2 separate regions of the Muntiacus reevesi genome follow, and region 2 is linked to region 1. The links are chromatin contacts, called in public Hi-C maps. All regions are on one chromosome and are shown on one strand. The core of a region is the stretch at or near the end of the contact, and the rest is flanking DNA. Distances in the headings are between cores, read along the strand shown. Region 1 holds the start of RFC5 (replication factor C subunit 5). Region 2 holds the start of SUDS3 (SDS3 homolog, SIN3A corepressor complex component).

Region 1 (7,820 bases), core at 3,093-5,592:
TTGACCATGGTTCCAGTTCCATGGCCTGTCTTTGTTCCATTTTCCAAGCAGGGTTCTCCAGGATTCTTACTGATTGTGAGCTATCCAATATTTCATTGCTACAATCCTTTTCCGTTTATATCTTTCATCTACAAACTCTGCTCCCTTTGAGGCAAGGCATAGAGTCCACCCAAACTTCTTCCTTTATATATTAACTTCAGGCTGCTTATAAGATATGTGAGCTTGGAACTTACGTTTTCTCTCTTTCTCTTTGAAGTTACAGAACTTTGTCACTAGGAGAAAAGCTAAAGATCATCTAGTGAAACAATGAGCAAAGTAAAGAGAAAAGTTTCCCAGAGGCGCCTTCCCCACCCAACGGCATTTCCTCTTACATCTCATTGGACAGAACTGGGTCACATGTTACGCTTTAAACCAATCAGAGAACTAGGGTCACTGTGATTGGCTCAGCCTAAGGAAGTAGTCCAACTCTGGCTGAATATTAGAGCAACTGAGCAGTTTTTTAAGATGCCAATGCCTGCCTATGCCCTCTAGGCCAGACTAAATTGATCTGACTAGACTTCTGGTATTGGAATTTTGTAAAAAAAAAAAAAAATCCTGTGGTGCTTCTAATATCAACCCTCTTTCCAGTTCAGCCCCCCTAACCCCACCCATTTTACAAATCCCAATACTGAGACCCAAAGAGATACTAAGTTGCCTAAGGGACTGTGTCTTCACAGCAAAAACAGACACAAGCAAGACCACACACAGAGAGAGAGAGAGAGAGAGAGAGAGAGAGAGAGAGAGAGAAATGATATTTACTAAGACAGCTTTGTTTTTCCAAAATATGCATGTGAGTACCCATTCCTTTTCTTAAAAAGTGAAGTCCTGAGGAGCTCAAGGACTAAGAAGCAGTAGAGTGTAAGGCACTGTTTATCAAATCTGAGCACATCAGAATCCTCTGGAGGGCTTGTTACAATAGGGAGGGCTAAGCCCACCCCCAGAGTATCAAATTCAGTGCTTTTGGTTGGGGAGAGGGGGTAGATAATTAGCTTTTCTAACAAGTTCCCAGGGGCTGCTGCTGCTGCTGGTCTGGTGACTACACTAGCCACTAGCAGAGTGGCTAAGACTTTTGGTTATAGAATCACACCAATCTCCAGTTCTGCCCCTTACACCAAGTCAGAACATGGGCAAGTTACTTAACATACCAATAAAATGGGGTCAATAACATCAGAAGACTGGCCTTATGGAAACAACTAAATATGAACTTAGAATGTAAAGCAATCAGAACAGTGTCTGGCCCACAGCAACTGCCTAATGAACATTAGCTATTATCATTCATTCTTTCCTTCATCAAACAATTATAAATTGAGTCTTTCCTTTGAGAAATGCACTGTTTCAGGCACCAGGAGTACAGTGGTGAGGAAAGCAAAGCCTTGCCTTTCAATGAGCTTACAATGCACTGAGGAGGAGCATGATAGATGACCTTGTAAATATACAGTATGTTACACAGAGGGATTTTGCATTCCAAGCAAACAATATCAGTTGTACACAGAGCTTTGTGAAAACTTGGTCCAACCTTGTTCACATTTTCCAGCTTAAGGAGGCGGTGGCAATGTTTCTAATGCAAAAACCTCTTAGCAGCATGGCTCTTACCATGTCAGCTGAATAAAGCTCAGGTTATGGCTTTTTCAGTCAGGTTCTCCAGAGAAACAGAAGCAATAGTGTGTATGTGTGTGTGTAAAATTTGAACTTACACTTATATATAAAGAATGTTCAAATATAATTTGGGAATCCCCTGGCAGTCCAGTGGTTAGGACTCTGAGCTTCCACTGCACAGGGTTTGGGCTTGATCCCTGGATGGAGAACTAAGATCCCACAAGCCAAGTAACATGGCCAAAAAAAAAGTTTAAAAAAATATGATTTATATTTATACTTGTACTATATATTTATGCAGATTTTAAAATACTCTATTTTAAATCACTAAAATGTACTACACGAATTAAAGGACCAAAGGAATTGAAAAGAAAGCAAAACTTGCACAAAATCCTGACCCTGAGCACCTTCTAACATTTTTAACAAATTCCAAGTCCATCAAGATCAAGATCTTTGATACCGAGTGCTCTCTCTCACTTCTCCCATCCTCAGGAACAAGGAAAACAATAGCTCTAAGATGTATCATGACAGACCAGAGTAGATGAAAGAAATAACTTGCCTCCTCCCCCTGAATAGATCCAAGGTTGTCACTGATGCCCCAAGGATTTCCCCCAAATAATGCCACAGGCATAAGGATAAGACAGAAATTTGGCAATCAACTGTTCTTACTTAACTCTATGTTTACTGGGTGAGGAACTCCATCAAAAGCTATTAGAATTAATCAACCAGTTCAATGAAGCTGCAGGATATAAAATCAACATTTTATATACTAACAATAAACTATCAAAAAGAGAAACAGAGAATATAATCCCATTTCCAACTGCATAAAAAATAACAGACATGCATTTACAAGGAGATGAAACATCGATACAGTGAACACAACACATTGGTAAAAGAAACTGAAGAAGACACATATAAATTGAAAGATATTCTGAACTCACAAATTAGAAGAATTAATATTCTTAGAAAGTGCATACAACCCAAGGCCATCTATAGATTCAACACAAGCCCTAGCAAAATTCCAATATTTTCCACAAAAATATAAAAAAAGCAGTCCTAAAATTTGTATGGAACCACAAAGGACCGTAAGAGAAGAACCAAGTTGACAACATCACAATTCCTGATTTCAAACTTTATTACAAAGCTTTAATTATCAAAACGCTATAGTACTGGCATAAAAAAAAGACAGGCCAATGGAACAGAATCAGCAGCCCAGATACATATATGATCAACAAAGGAAATGGCAACCCACTCCAGTACTCTCGCCTGGAAAATTCCATGGACTGGTAGGCTACAGTCCATGGGGTCACAAAGAGTCGGACACGACTGAGTGACTTCACTTTCAATACTTGTCAAAGAACCAAGAATACAATACTCATTGGATAGTTTCTACAAAAAATTATGTTGGAAAAACTGGATATCCATATGATAAAGAATAAGGTCATTATACTAAATGAAATAAGTCAGACAGATGGACATTGTCATATCACAGCCCCATCTGACCCTCTTCTGATTCCCCAGGCAGGGACCAGGGTGAAGCCATAACTGTCATTTTATATTTACCCTCTGTCCCTCTATTCTGCTCCTAAAATGGGTGACAGTTTGGTAGTAAGAGGCAAGGAGCAGCTACTTCTAAATCAGAACACTTGTAATCCTGGGTCAGCCTCATCTCCTCTCAGGATTGTCTTTCTCAGCATGGCAAGAAAAGAGAAAAAGACACAGGGACTTCCCTGGTGATCCAGTAGCTAAGAATCCGAGCTCCCAATGCAGGGGCCTGGCTTCCATTCCTGGGTTCCACATGCCACAACTAAGAGACCACGTGCTGCAACGGTGATCCAACAGGTGGCAATGAAAATCTTGCGTGATACTACGTGCCACAACTAAAACCCAGCGCAGCCAAAACAACTTGATTACGGATATAATACACACTTATTGCTGGGAACTACAGACCAGCAAAAGGGAAAACAAAAGTGGTTCATAATCCCCTCACCTCAGGAAAAAATACTAACATTTTGATACCGATTCTCCTCCGCAGCTTCACGTCAGAGGGACCCTGTCCTCTACGCTTACTAACTAAGTTACACAGTTTTGTGTAAGTTCCAGTTACACATATTAACCTGACGGGAAGTTACTTATTATTTATTTTTTCTCTCTGGAGTTGTTTCTGGAGGTCGGTTCTGTAAATTTTGTTGGGTGAGGGGCACAGATTTGAGAGGCGGACTGAAGTTGGAGTTGTGCTTGGAGTTGTTTTTCAATTTGAAGTGCTCACCTCTTAGCTTTGGGGCCAAAAATATTTCGAGCCTTGTTTCTTATGGCATCTGTATTCAAGAACTAGTCGTGTAATTTGGGGTTGTTTTACCTCAGAATTTTTTAGCGCTGGCAGCTTTCCGTTCCTTTGAACGGTAACAGCTAGAACTTTGGTGACGACTGGAATTGGCTTTGGCCGCGAGACTTTAACTTGTAATGACGACTGGTGGCTGTAGGGGGTGGCCGTGCCTCTCCGGCGCGCGCTCCCTCTGGGTTAAGGACTCTGGTCCACACCCGGGAGGGCAGCTCCACACACTAGAGAAGGGCGGAGTTGGCGCGAGGCGTCCGGCCGGGCCTGCCGGCAACCAGGCAACAGGGACCTTAGCAACGGGGAGGGGGCGGGACCTAGGGAGGAAGTCCGAAGGCCACTAAATCTCGCGAGAGTTGCGTTTGCGCGCGAACTCTAAGTGCAGGGGTACCGGGGTCTGGTTGCGGTTGTTGCGAGGTGCGGGCCTCTGGGGTACGCGACAAGCCTACCGGTCACCATCATCACCCCGTTATGGAGACCTCAGCGCACAAGCAGCAGTATCCTGAGGCGGCCAAAATCAGAAACCTGCCCTGGTAGGAGGGGGCCCAGCTGCTGCGGGGAAGGGGATCGGCCGCGCGCGGAGGCGGTGGCCAGAGTGAGCAAGTGGGCCAGTCTCCAGCCCGACCTCGCCCCGCCGTTCCCGGACTTGAGGACGCACCACCCCTCAACTCCCCAGTCCCGCTCCATTCTATTTATAACTGGCTAGGTCTCCCTTTACCCGCAACCCTGGGCCCCCTTTCCTGTTGCGGAAGCGGAAAACGGCTTCCCCAGCTGGGTGACAACACAGAGGTTCGATCCCATGTCTTCTGACATTGCCTTGGCCTCTGTGGCAGAATATTCTCTCTTGCCAAAATAGCCTCTTCTCTTGGTGCGATTACTGGTCACATTCTAAGCTAGAGTAATGATGGTGATGACAGCGCTTCCTATTTAGCTTTGATCTCAGTGACGCACCCTGTTACATGTTGGAGTTTGGCAAAGACCCTAGGAAGAAGGTACTGTTATTCTAGCTCTACCAAAAGGTTAAATGACTTGCTTAAGGTCTAGAGTTGGAAAATAGGTTTGGATTTGAACCCAGGTGGTCCAGATTCAGAGCTTGCACTCTTAGCCAGTCTGCTTCCACAACTGTGTCTTAGTGTTGTTTTAAAGACTGATGTGATTTGGCTTGATTTTGGAAAACTCTTGTTTCTTTTCAAAAGTTTTCAAGATAATGAGTTCAGTTTGTTGTTACTATAGTAAAAATACATAACATACAATTTAAAGTTGTAACCATTTTAAAGTGTACAGTTCCTGGCATTAAGTGCATTCAGAATGTTGTGTGATCATCCACTATCTAGTTGCAAAATTTTTCATATACCTCAAATGGAAACAATATACCTATTGGCAGTCACTCCCCATTCCCCTCTCCCTCAGCTCCTGGCAACCACTAATTTACTTTCTGTCTCTGTGAATTTGCCAATTCTGGATATTTCATGTAACTTGAATCATACAATATGTAGTCTTTTGTGACTGGCTTCTTGGATCAGCAGTTTGTGTCCTTTTATTGCTAATAACATTCCACTGTATGGATATACCACCATTTATTGATCCATTCATCTGTTAATTTATATTTGGATACAGGTTCAATTTTGGATTAACTTTAGGTGCCCATCCAGTTTGAGATTATAGGCAGATAGCTGGAAAGGTGAAATGAGAGCAGTTTTTCAGCATTATTGACTTTTTAACCAGATACGGGGGGAGAGGGGGGGGCATGGCCAAGGGGGTTAACCTGTGCATTTCATGTTGAATAACTTCCCTGATGACTATCCACTAGATGCCAATAGCATCTTCCACCCAGTTTGACAGGGAAAAAAATCTAGATATTATCAAGAGTTCACTGGGGGACAAAATTGCCCCGAGTGAGAATCACTGGGTACAGGTTTTTGTATCTCTCTCTTCTTTGTTAGGATCTGTATGAAAGGATTCTTCTGCACATAACAAAATATTCTTGCCTTTATATATGTTGTAATGCATGCTACATTGTATTTTAGGGTTGAAAAATACCGGCCACAGACACTGGATGATCTCATTTCCCATCAGGACATCTTGAGTACTAGTAAGTATCCATGTGTCAGTGGCTGGTATCCTGGTTGAAGGACCTGGATATATTTCTTAGGGATGTTGTCTCTGCTGTAATAACTTTAAAGAATCTAATTAAGCTTTTTGGGATGTGGCTTTGACAGCTACGTCCTTCAGATTTTTCATTCTTGTGTGTGCCCTGGATTTGAACATAGAGTTGAAGTGGATTCAGCCCAACTCTGGCCCACGGTGAATGAAGCAACTCTGAGACTGATAGCATCTCTCCCCCCCCCCCCATCTTCAGTTCAGAAGTTTATCAGTGAGGACCGCCTGCCGCACCTCCTTCTGTATGGTCCTCCAGGGACAGGAAAGACATCCACCATCCTGGCCTGTGCTAAACAGCTGTACAAAGATAAGGAATTTGGCTCCATGGTCTTGGAGGTAAATGAGATTACCCTTAACTTTCAAAGGACTCTGGTCTTTAATTTTAGTTCTGCTAGCTTTGTTTTCCTTTACAAGTTAGTTGCCCTGCTGGTGGTTGGGAAAGAAGCAGATATACAATATTTCAGTTCACTTTTCCTATAATTGACATTTTTGCCTAGAGATTTTTGGTGTAGCTAGAGGGCAGTGGTAGGGCCAGGTGTTTTTGTTTGCTATTGCCAACTTTCATTCAAACGCTCAGTGGTCACTCTGTTGCTAGCCGTCTTCTATGTGCCCTTCTCCATGTTGCTCCACACTGTTCTTGTCCTGGAAGACCTGGGCTGTGTTGACGACAAGCTCTCTTGCCCTCTGGCTCCTTTTGGGTTTGACCAGTAGGGACCCTGGCAGAAGTTGGGGAAGAATGATGCCTGATCCAGCCCTGGGTCACCACAGATGGACAGTGTCCCCACCCACAAGGCATAGCACCCAGCATTCCCCAGGAGCCAGCACCACTCCCCCACCAACCCCTTAAGACTTGGGAGTGGTAATGGGCCCCAGTAGCCCATAAAGTATTGCATAGCTCTTGTGTGTTCTCCCACACCTCACAAGCACCTTTTAAAATATCTTCATTTTATTCTCTTCAAATTACTGAATTTGAGTGTGCTGTTTACTGCTGGGACATGACTGATCCACTTAGATTATGAAATTCTAAATATTGTCTATTGTAAGAAAAAAAATGGTTTAACTTACTTTTTTGTTATAGATCTTAGAATCTTGCTGCCACCAAGATTCTTACTTGTTCTTGCTTCAGTGTATTAAAAACTTGGTAACTTCTGGGTTGCTCTGGGTTGTGGTAGCTAAAATTAGCATCATTTTGCTCCTGCCTGGGGTGCTGTTCACTGTGACCAAACCAATTAATTATTCCTCCAAAGCATGTCAGTGATTGTCCTCAAAAGGGAGAAGAAAGATAGTCATTGGCCTTTCAGAATATAGTGGAATGATCTAGTGAGCTGTGAGTTTTAAATATAATTGCAGTCTTTTAATGATCATCTCTTTATCTGTCCTTAGACCTAGAGACCTAGCTTGCTGAGCAGGACTGATAAAAAGATACATTAATTCATAGCACACTAATATGTTTTCTATTTATTCTGGCTTCTCTCTTTCACATTTAGCTGAATGCTTCAGATGACCGAGGAATAGATATCGTTCGGGGACCAATCCTGAGCTTTGCTAGCACAAGGACAATATTTAAGTAAGAATTCCTTGCATGATTTCTCTCCCTAAAGATTTTGATCAGTGAATTGAGTTTTTTAAATCCTCTCCTTTGCCAGTTTATAAAAGTGTTAAAAAGAGGGCATGGAGGCTTTGTCAAAAGCAG
Region 2 (7,820 bases), core at 3,794-6,293, 300 kb after region 1:
CTGCACCCGGGGAGCGGCGGCCGGCTGTTGCGATTCGCCCAGCGCCGCGACCCGGACCCCCAGACCCCCTCTTCTCGCCCACGCGGGGCGGGGCCGCGCCTCCGCCACAGCCCCTGGGGACCCCCTCAGACTCAGGTCCTCAGCCCCCAAGGTGTCCCCCGTCACAGCCGCTGTCCCAGCTCCTCTCGGTGTCCCCCAACACACCTGCTGTCCCAAGCCTCTCGGAGTCCCCTTTGCCGCTCAGACCCTCTGTCCTGGCTCATTTCTGGGTCTCCTCCTTTGAGAGTCCCTTCCTCAGCCGCTCTCGGGGTTCTACCTCAGACCCACTGTCCCAGTTCCTTTCAGGGTCTTCCCCCCCTCAGATCCACCGTCCCAACTCCTCTCAGGGTCCCCCTCCTCAGATCCCCATCCTAGCTCCTCAGGGTTCCCTCCTTACACCCGCTGTCCCAGCTCCTCTGGGGCCCCCCTCCCGTCACACCCGTTGTCCCAAGCCCTCTCGAGGTTTCCCTCTCAGGCCCGCGGGGCCGGCCCCTCTGAGGGGGTCTCCTCTCCACAGAGCGGACTGTCAAAACCACTCCCGGAACTCCTCTCCCTCGAGTCCTCGCCGACCCCACTCCGCCCTGGGTCCCGTCGCCTCGACTCACTCTGTCAACTCCTCCCGCCCCGGTGCTCTCACCTCAGACCTGCTGTCACCACCCCGGGCCCCGCGTCGCCGCCGCCGCTTCCTCTCTCACACTTGCTCCCGAGTCGCTCTTCTGCCTCTTGTTCCCTGGTGAATACCTGGGTCCAGTCACTGAATGTCCGGTCCGGCAGTGCAGAGCCTCCGCCCGCGGTCTCCGCGTCGGGTCCCACTCTCGCACGCAGGACCCCAACGCCGCCGTCGCCACCGGGCGCCTCACGGACCCTCCCGCGGCAGCCGCTGCTGCTGTCCGAGGTGCGGCTCCTGCCAGGGGTGGCCAATCGCACCCGACTGCGCCGAGCGTGCTCCGCCCCACCGTCCCAGTCTGCCCGCCCCCTGCACCCGGCCACGCCCCTAGTCAGGCTCCGATAGGCTCTCTACTGACCTTCCCTGACGGTGGGGCACAGACTCGTGGTCGGATATAGGTACTTGATTGGAGGTGCCTGGGAAGCCGAGCGGTCGATGACTCCCGAGGATTGGTGGAGTTGAATGTGGGCGGGATAGGGAGGGGCGGGGTTTCCTCAGACGCGGAAGACCTTGCCTGTTCAGTTACCCGCTGGCCCGTCTGGGGTGGGGTCTGGCTTGTTTGTGCTGCGTCGGGGGTCAAAGTTCATGGCACTCCTTTCTGAGTTTTCTTGGGAGACTCCCAAAGCCTGGGGCCCCCTGGGGCTCCCTGGGACCACCTTGTTAGAGTCTTTGGGGTCCCCATTCCCCCGTTATACCTGGCACGGCTTTCTAAGTAATTCTGCCATAAATTGATAATGGCATTTATTCACTAAGGACTTCTGTTTCCTGAATTTAAACTCTCTAATATCTTTGTCTAGGGTGTTGCCCTTCCTTGCATTGCGTTCTAAGGACGTCAGTTTGATGCTGCTGGGGGGAAAAGAGTGTATATACTACATGCATACTCTGCACAACTAGGCACTCAACACTGATAGGTATAAGGACAAAGCTTAAGAAATCCTTAGTTTGTGGGTTATGATAATCATTTTGACAAGTAGGAACAGGAACTGTGTGCTAGGGGAACCCTTGCTAGCTTTAGCAAGACTTCAACATACTCTTTTTCAGGGCAACATGAAATGGTTTTAATGATTTTGTGGGAATTAATGGCCAAAATATAATGAACTTTGACCCAAAAGCAACCCGTGATAACCAGAGAAACCCATCTTGACCCAAGCGCCAAGAGGATACTTGCCAGGGGTGAAAGTGCATCCTATTAACTCAGAGTCATTCTTTATATTTTTGTGAAACTGGCTATGTTGATTAAATCAATTAAAACTAAAACCGCTACCTTCACCCCTAAACCCTAAAGTTTATGGACTTTGACAATTCAGCCTTTTGTGAAGACATTGTTTCATTTTAGGAACACAGTTTGTTCCTAAGCCTTATCAGATGTATACAGGACTTTGCTCTTACAAAAGTCTCCATCATTAACTCTTTTTTAACTCCTGCTAACAAAATTTTTCTAAACAATATTCAGGTTTTTCCTAGCATTTTAAAATCATTGCTGTGTGTTGTGTTAGTTGCTTGGTCGCGTCCGACTCTGCAACCCCATGGAGGTCCTCTGTAGCCCACCATGGTCCTTAGTCCATGGAATTCTCTAGGCAAGAATACTGGAATGGGTTGCCATTTCCTTCTCCAGGGTATCTTCCTGACCCAGGGATCAAACCTGTGTCTCCTGGATTGGCAGGTGGATTCTTTACCACTGTGCCAGTGGGGAAGGACGGCACAGTATGATTTAAAATCGTTATTTAAAGTAGTGCTCATTCCAATTAAGATCATACTGATCTAAGACCATACTTGCCATCCTTTCCCGCTGGCACAGTGGTAAAGAATCCACCTGCCAATGCAGGAGACTCAAGAGATGCAGGTTTGATCCCTGGGTCGGGAAGATACCCTGGAGAAGGAAATGTCAACCCACTCCAGTATTCTCGTCTAGAGAATTCCATGGACAGAGGACCCTGGTGGGCTACAGAGGACCTCCATGAGGTTGCAAAGAGTCGGACATGACTGAGCGACTAACACAACAACCACCAATTACGATGCTCCCTTTAAGATGTAATTTTGAGTGTTAGGGTATGTAACAAGGGTTTGGCAGGCCTTCCTCTAACATGAATTCTTATGTAGATATTGCCTGAGCCGTGTGACTGAGTGCCATTTTGGGAAGGGATGCAGAGATTTCAAGGTGGTAAAACTTGATTTTAAGGGAACTTGATTTTTAGAGGCCTAGGGAAAGACTGTCCAAAATCATATTAGACAACTGTACATGTTGGATAAGACTAAAGTCATGAGAGAATATTTTTGACTAGGTCCTGTTTCTTTATAAAGTATTTATTAGTTAAGAGCTCATCCTGAAAATGTGAAAGTGTTAGTTGCTCAGTTGTGTCCAACTCTTTGCAACTTCAGGGACTGTAGCCCCCTCCCCAACCCCCCCACACCCCAGGCTCCTCTGTCCGAGGGATTCTCCAGGCAAGAATACTGGAGTGGATAGCCATTCCCTTCTCCAGGGGATCTTTCTGACTCAGAGATTGAACTCAGATCTCCTGCATTGTAGGCAGATTTCTTTACCAACTGAGCCAGCAGGGAAGCCCAAGAGCTCAATATGGATAGAAAAAAAAGGGATAAGTTCACTATGCAAGTGTTCAGTTCTGTCTAGTTACATAAAAAAGAAAGGCATGATCATTAACAGATGCTGTTTGCAATTAAGTAGACAAAAGTAAACAACATAGACATGCCAGTATCTTGAAAGGAAACCAATTAGCAATGATATCAACTCTTTTTTAAAAAATCATTATATCATTGTATCAATGAACTCTGATTTCTAAAATGTTGGTGCTTTGTTTGGTGTTATTATTGCTACTGATGGAAACTCTAGTTGCTCAATATAGTTGATTACAAATAATTTAGATGTGACCCAACAGCATAAAAAAAGAAAATGACTTCATCCTTTGGACAAGAGACAGTCTTGAAGTTTTAGTTTTAAAATAGATGGTGGACCTACAGGGAGCCACGCGAATGCCTCTTACTTAGGAGCGTTAGAAGATCTCTGAACTTCTGGGAAGACATAACAGCATTCCATTCTGAAAATTTTTGAGTTTTGTTGGGAGGAAGAATCCGTCAGAAGTAGAGCCAAGATTTTATTTACAACAAAGCATAAAATAAGAAATGTTAAATGGGATGAGAAATAAAATTTTCTTTTTGAAAAGTCTCTATGGGGACCAATTCAGAGATAAATTTGGTCACAGAGGATCTGATATTGGGTTCCATCCTGGCTTTTACATCTGTGTTCAACTTTACTGCTTGTACATTATTTTTTTTTCCCTTTGGAGACTTGTTTAGTTGCTCAGTTGTATCTGACTGATTTGAGACCCCCTGGACTGTAGCCCGCCAGGCTCCTCTGACCATGCGATTTCCTAGGCAAGAATATTGGAGTGGGCTGCCATTTCCTTCGCCAGGAAATCTTCCTGACCCAGGGGTCTAACTCGAGTCTCCTGCATTGGCAGATGGTTTCTTTACTACTGAGCCACCGAGGAAGCCCTATGGAGATTTGGATGCAACATAAAGAATAGTGTTACTCTGGACAAACCGTTAAACATCTCTGGGCACTTTTATCCCTTTTCTTGCTACACACACCTGGATGAGGGACATCCTCAATTTGTTCATTAAGCAAAGCTTATAATACCATGTCTCCTTCTACTCAGTAATCACACAAATGAATTCATACAGATAATCAACTCTCTTGTTTTCCAAGTTACCAGCTAGCACCTTCCTTACCTGTGTCTAATTAATTTTCTGCAGGCACATGTTCCACTTGCTCTGTTGAGAATTGGTTAGCAAGTTCCTGGATTGGGAAAAATAACCTTTTAAAAAATTTATATTCTGAGAAATATGAGGCACCTGTACTGCAGAGGACCTGGCGGGTGACAGTCTAAACAAAGCAGGCTGGCCGTTACCTTTTTTTTTTTTTTTAAGGAAAACTGACAGCTCTTTTCTTATCTGTAAAATCGAGATAATACCGTACTGAGCAAACCTACACAAGCGGAAAGTCCTACCCACCGACTGGGAAAATAGAGTTTTGTTTGGCCCCAGCATGGAATATTAGCATCTTCGTTTTCATTTTAGTTCTTCAAAAGCTCTAAGCAGTCAGACGAGGAGCCGGGCTCCTTTTCTTCGGGATGATCACGCAAACTCTAAATGTCTAGGTTTCCCGACCTATAAACGGGATGGTTCATGCCATTCACCTGTTTAAGTTAGAGACCACCTCCACCTACGTAGCAGAGCCCTGGGCACCCTTTGCCTCCCAAGTCCCTAAAAAAGCATCTCTGGTTTTGGCTCCAGGCGCCGCCTGGTGGCTATTTCCGTAAGTGCCTCTGAGCTTTAGGGTCCTAGCCGCGGTCGGGCCTGCCCAAGAATTTGCCTAACTCGAGAGCCTATCTGTGCCCCTCCCCTCTACCCGTCGAGGATTTTAAAGACGGCGATGAAGGAGATGGCGTTACGGCGAAGAGGGCGACCCGCGGCCTCGTCACTCCCTCTAGGATGGCGGAGTCAGGCGGTCGTCAGGCAGCTCGCGACCCGGAAGTTGCTGCAGGCGCAAGGCCCCCGTTGCCGAGAGCGGGCGCGCGGGGCGGAGCTTGGCGAAGACGGGGAAGGGGTCGCCGGCGCTCCGGCTCTTGGAGTCGGCGGCTCCCTCAGGCGCTGCGACGCGGACGTGGAGCCTGGAGGGCGGGTGGCTGTGGTTCCCGGGGGGCACGCCTAGCTTCGGGCGGAGGCGACATGAGTGCTGCGGGGCTGTTGGCGCCGGCCCCGGCCCCGGCTGGAGCGCCGCCGGCCCCGGAGTACTACCCGGAGGAGGACGAGGAACTGGAGAGCGCCGAGGATGACGAGCGCAGCTGCCGGGGCCGCGAGTCGGACGAAGGTCCGCCTTCCCGCCCGCTGGGCAGCCCCGGGCGGGGGTGGGACGGCTGCGGGAAGGGGTGGGGCTGTCTGGGAGCGGGGCGGGGCGACTTCTGGAGCTTGGGGGTCGGCTGGAGGGGCTGCCCGGAGGAGCGCGGCTCCCGGAAGTTCCCGCGACCTGTGTTGGGGAAGGACTTGGTTGAGGACAGTTAACGCGGAGAGGGGCCTTAAGGAGCTGTTGTCAGAGCTTGTAGGTCCCTTTAAGGTTCTGCTCGTCTCCTCCCAGCTGTCTCCGTTTGAACTTCAGCTCTTCTCGGGTTCGAGTAAGAAAGCCGCCATTCACTAGGTCTACTGAGCACTCCTCGCCTTTTAGTTCCTGAGAGGATCTGAGCAAAAGCCCAGTTTAGCTTCCTAGTTACCAAGATGTCCCCCCGCCGCCCCGGGAAATGCTTAAGTCAGCCCTGCTTTGGGCAGTGCTGGACAGGTTGGTTAAAAGAAGGAGACCTGGGATCGGTCAGATCGAATTAGATCTCAGTTTGGCTCAGTGAACCCAGCTTAATGATATCAGGCAATTTACTTAAGCTTCTGAGTCTCAGTTTCTCCAACAGCAGTGGGGCTGGCAGCAGTACCTGCTTCCTAGCGTAGGTGCCAGGATTAAATGAGCTTCAGGCCTGAAGCAGATCTTCCCTGTTGGCTCAGTTGTAAAGAATCCGCCTGCCAATACAGGAGACACGGGTTCGATCCCTGGGTGGGGATGATCCCCTGGAGAAGGAAATGGCAACCTGCTTCATTTTGCTTGCCTGGGAAATCCCATGGACAGAGGAGCCTGGTGGGCTACAGTCCATGGGGTCGCAAAAAGAGCCAGCGAGGACTTAACAACTGAGCACACACACTGGCTTAAAGCATGTGAACTGGTCCTTGATAAAAATCCTCAGTGTTCACCATTGGGGAAACACGCTCAGGGAGCAGGAGATAGGGATTTGCTTAATGATGCTCAGGTGTTATTTTTTAAGTTTCACAGTGTTTATATTATCATTACTGAAGTTTGGCAAGTGTGAGGAACACTTTTTGAGGAACTGAGGAAGGAGCTGGCCGCAGGAGGAGAAAGGTGAAGAAGTTTTGAAAGGACAAAAGAGAGGAAAGAAGAGAGAGAAAGAGAAACATTTGGGTGGACTGGTATGGCTCAAAATAGCGCGGTGGAGCAAAAGCTAGAGCAGTTATCTGGAATCAGGAGTATGTTTTATTAATCATCTCACTGTGAGTGGCAGACAGGTGACCACTCAGGGTAGGCTCCTTCATTGAAGGAGGGAGGAAAAGTGGGATGGAGGGTTGGAACTGCAGCAGGCTTTAAAAAGGCAGCTGTGTGTGCAGATACAAAGTTGAAGGAACTTGCTACAATTCTGGTTGAACTACCTTTGAAGGCAAGGCTTAACCAAGAGAATTTGAAGATGAATCACTTGTATTGCTTTTAATGCCCACAAGGGGGAGCAGTGAAACAAAAATTGATTTTCGTTTCCCCCTCAAATGGGACTGTTGAAATCAGGTAGATAGTCCAGCCATTTGCTTATTCTAAAAACAGTGTTTAAAGTATTCTGAAACAGTTTCTGTTTAATTTTCTTGTCCCCTTCCTTCTCCCTTTGAAAATATTTCTGTAGTTAGAGTTCCTTTAGTTGGTTTGGATTCTCCTTTGTATATGTGTAGTCCGCCAGGCTCCTCTGTCCGTGGGATTTCCCAGGTAACAATACTGGAGTGGATTCTCCAGGGCATCTTCCTGACCCAGGGATCTATCCTCCATCTCTTGAGTCTCCTGCGTTGGCAGGCAGATTCTTTACCACTGCGCCATCTGGAATACGTGATGTAAAATCTCATAGGGATTCAAATTGGGCATATACCAAAAGAGGATGCATGTATTAGGTGGTTTGGAGTAGGAGCAAAGCTTGCTGCCTGTAGTTTTCCAGTCTTACACCCACATCTTTTTCTGAACTGCCAGTGTTTCTGCCAAAGTAACAGCCTTGACTGTGACCAGCTGTGTCTGATGCACCCTGTTCTCTGGCTGCACTTCAGATAAAGGCAGGCTCTTTGGATAAGTCTGGCTGTATATGAGTTGGAAATGGCGCTTTCTTGTTTCACTGATGGCTTCACACAGGTCTGCATTGAGTAGAAATTCATTTTTCAGAACTCTGTCAAGTGTCACTGTATCAAGTGATACCAACTCTATGAATTACGATTTTAACAAACCCTTATTCCC

The links. A called contact is a pair of places that touch in the nucleus more often than the background predicts.
Region 2: a Hi-C map of muscle shows a contact between it and region 1, with 10 times the contacts expected there. The contact joins the promoter of SUDS3 here to the promoter of RFC5 in region 1. A contact is called at or near these places in 2 of 3 Hi-C or Micro-C datasets (blood and muscle).

Annotation. Positions count from the first base shown.
Region 1 is chr13:16,252,920-16,260,739 of mMunRee1.1, forward strand. It overlaps RFC5 (replication factor C subunit 5), which reads left to right and starts at 4,343. Exons shown (of 11, transcript XM_065905051.1): 1 at 4,343-4,500; 2 at 5,995-6,059; 3 at 6,327-6,463; 4 at 7,615-7,694. The coding sequence starts at 4,439.
Region 2 is chr13:16,555,399-16,563,218 of mMunRee1.1, forward strand. SUDS3 (SDS3 homolog, SIN3A corepressor complex component) reads left to right here and starts at 5,044. Exons shown (of 13, transcript XM_065904311.1): 1 at 5,044-5,594. The coding sequence starts at 5,216. TAOK3 (TAO kinase 3) reads right to left here and starts at 943. Exons shown (of 21, transcript XM_065903878.1): 1 at 781-943.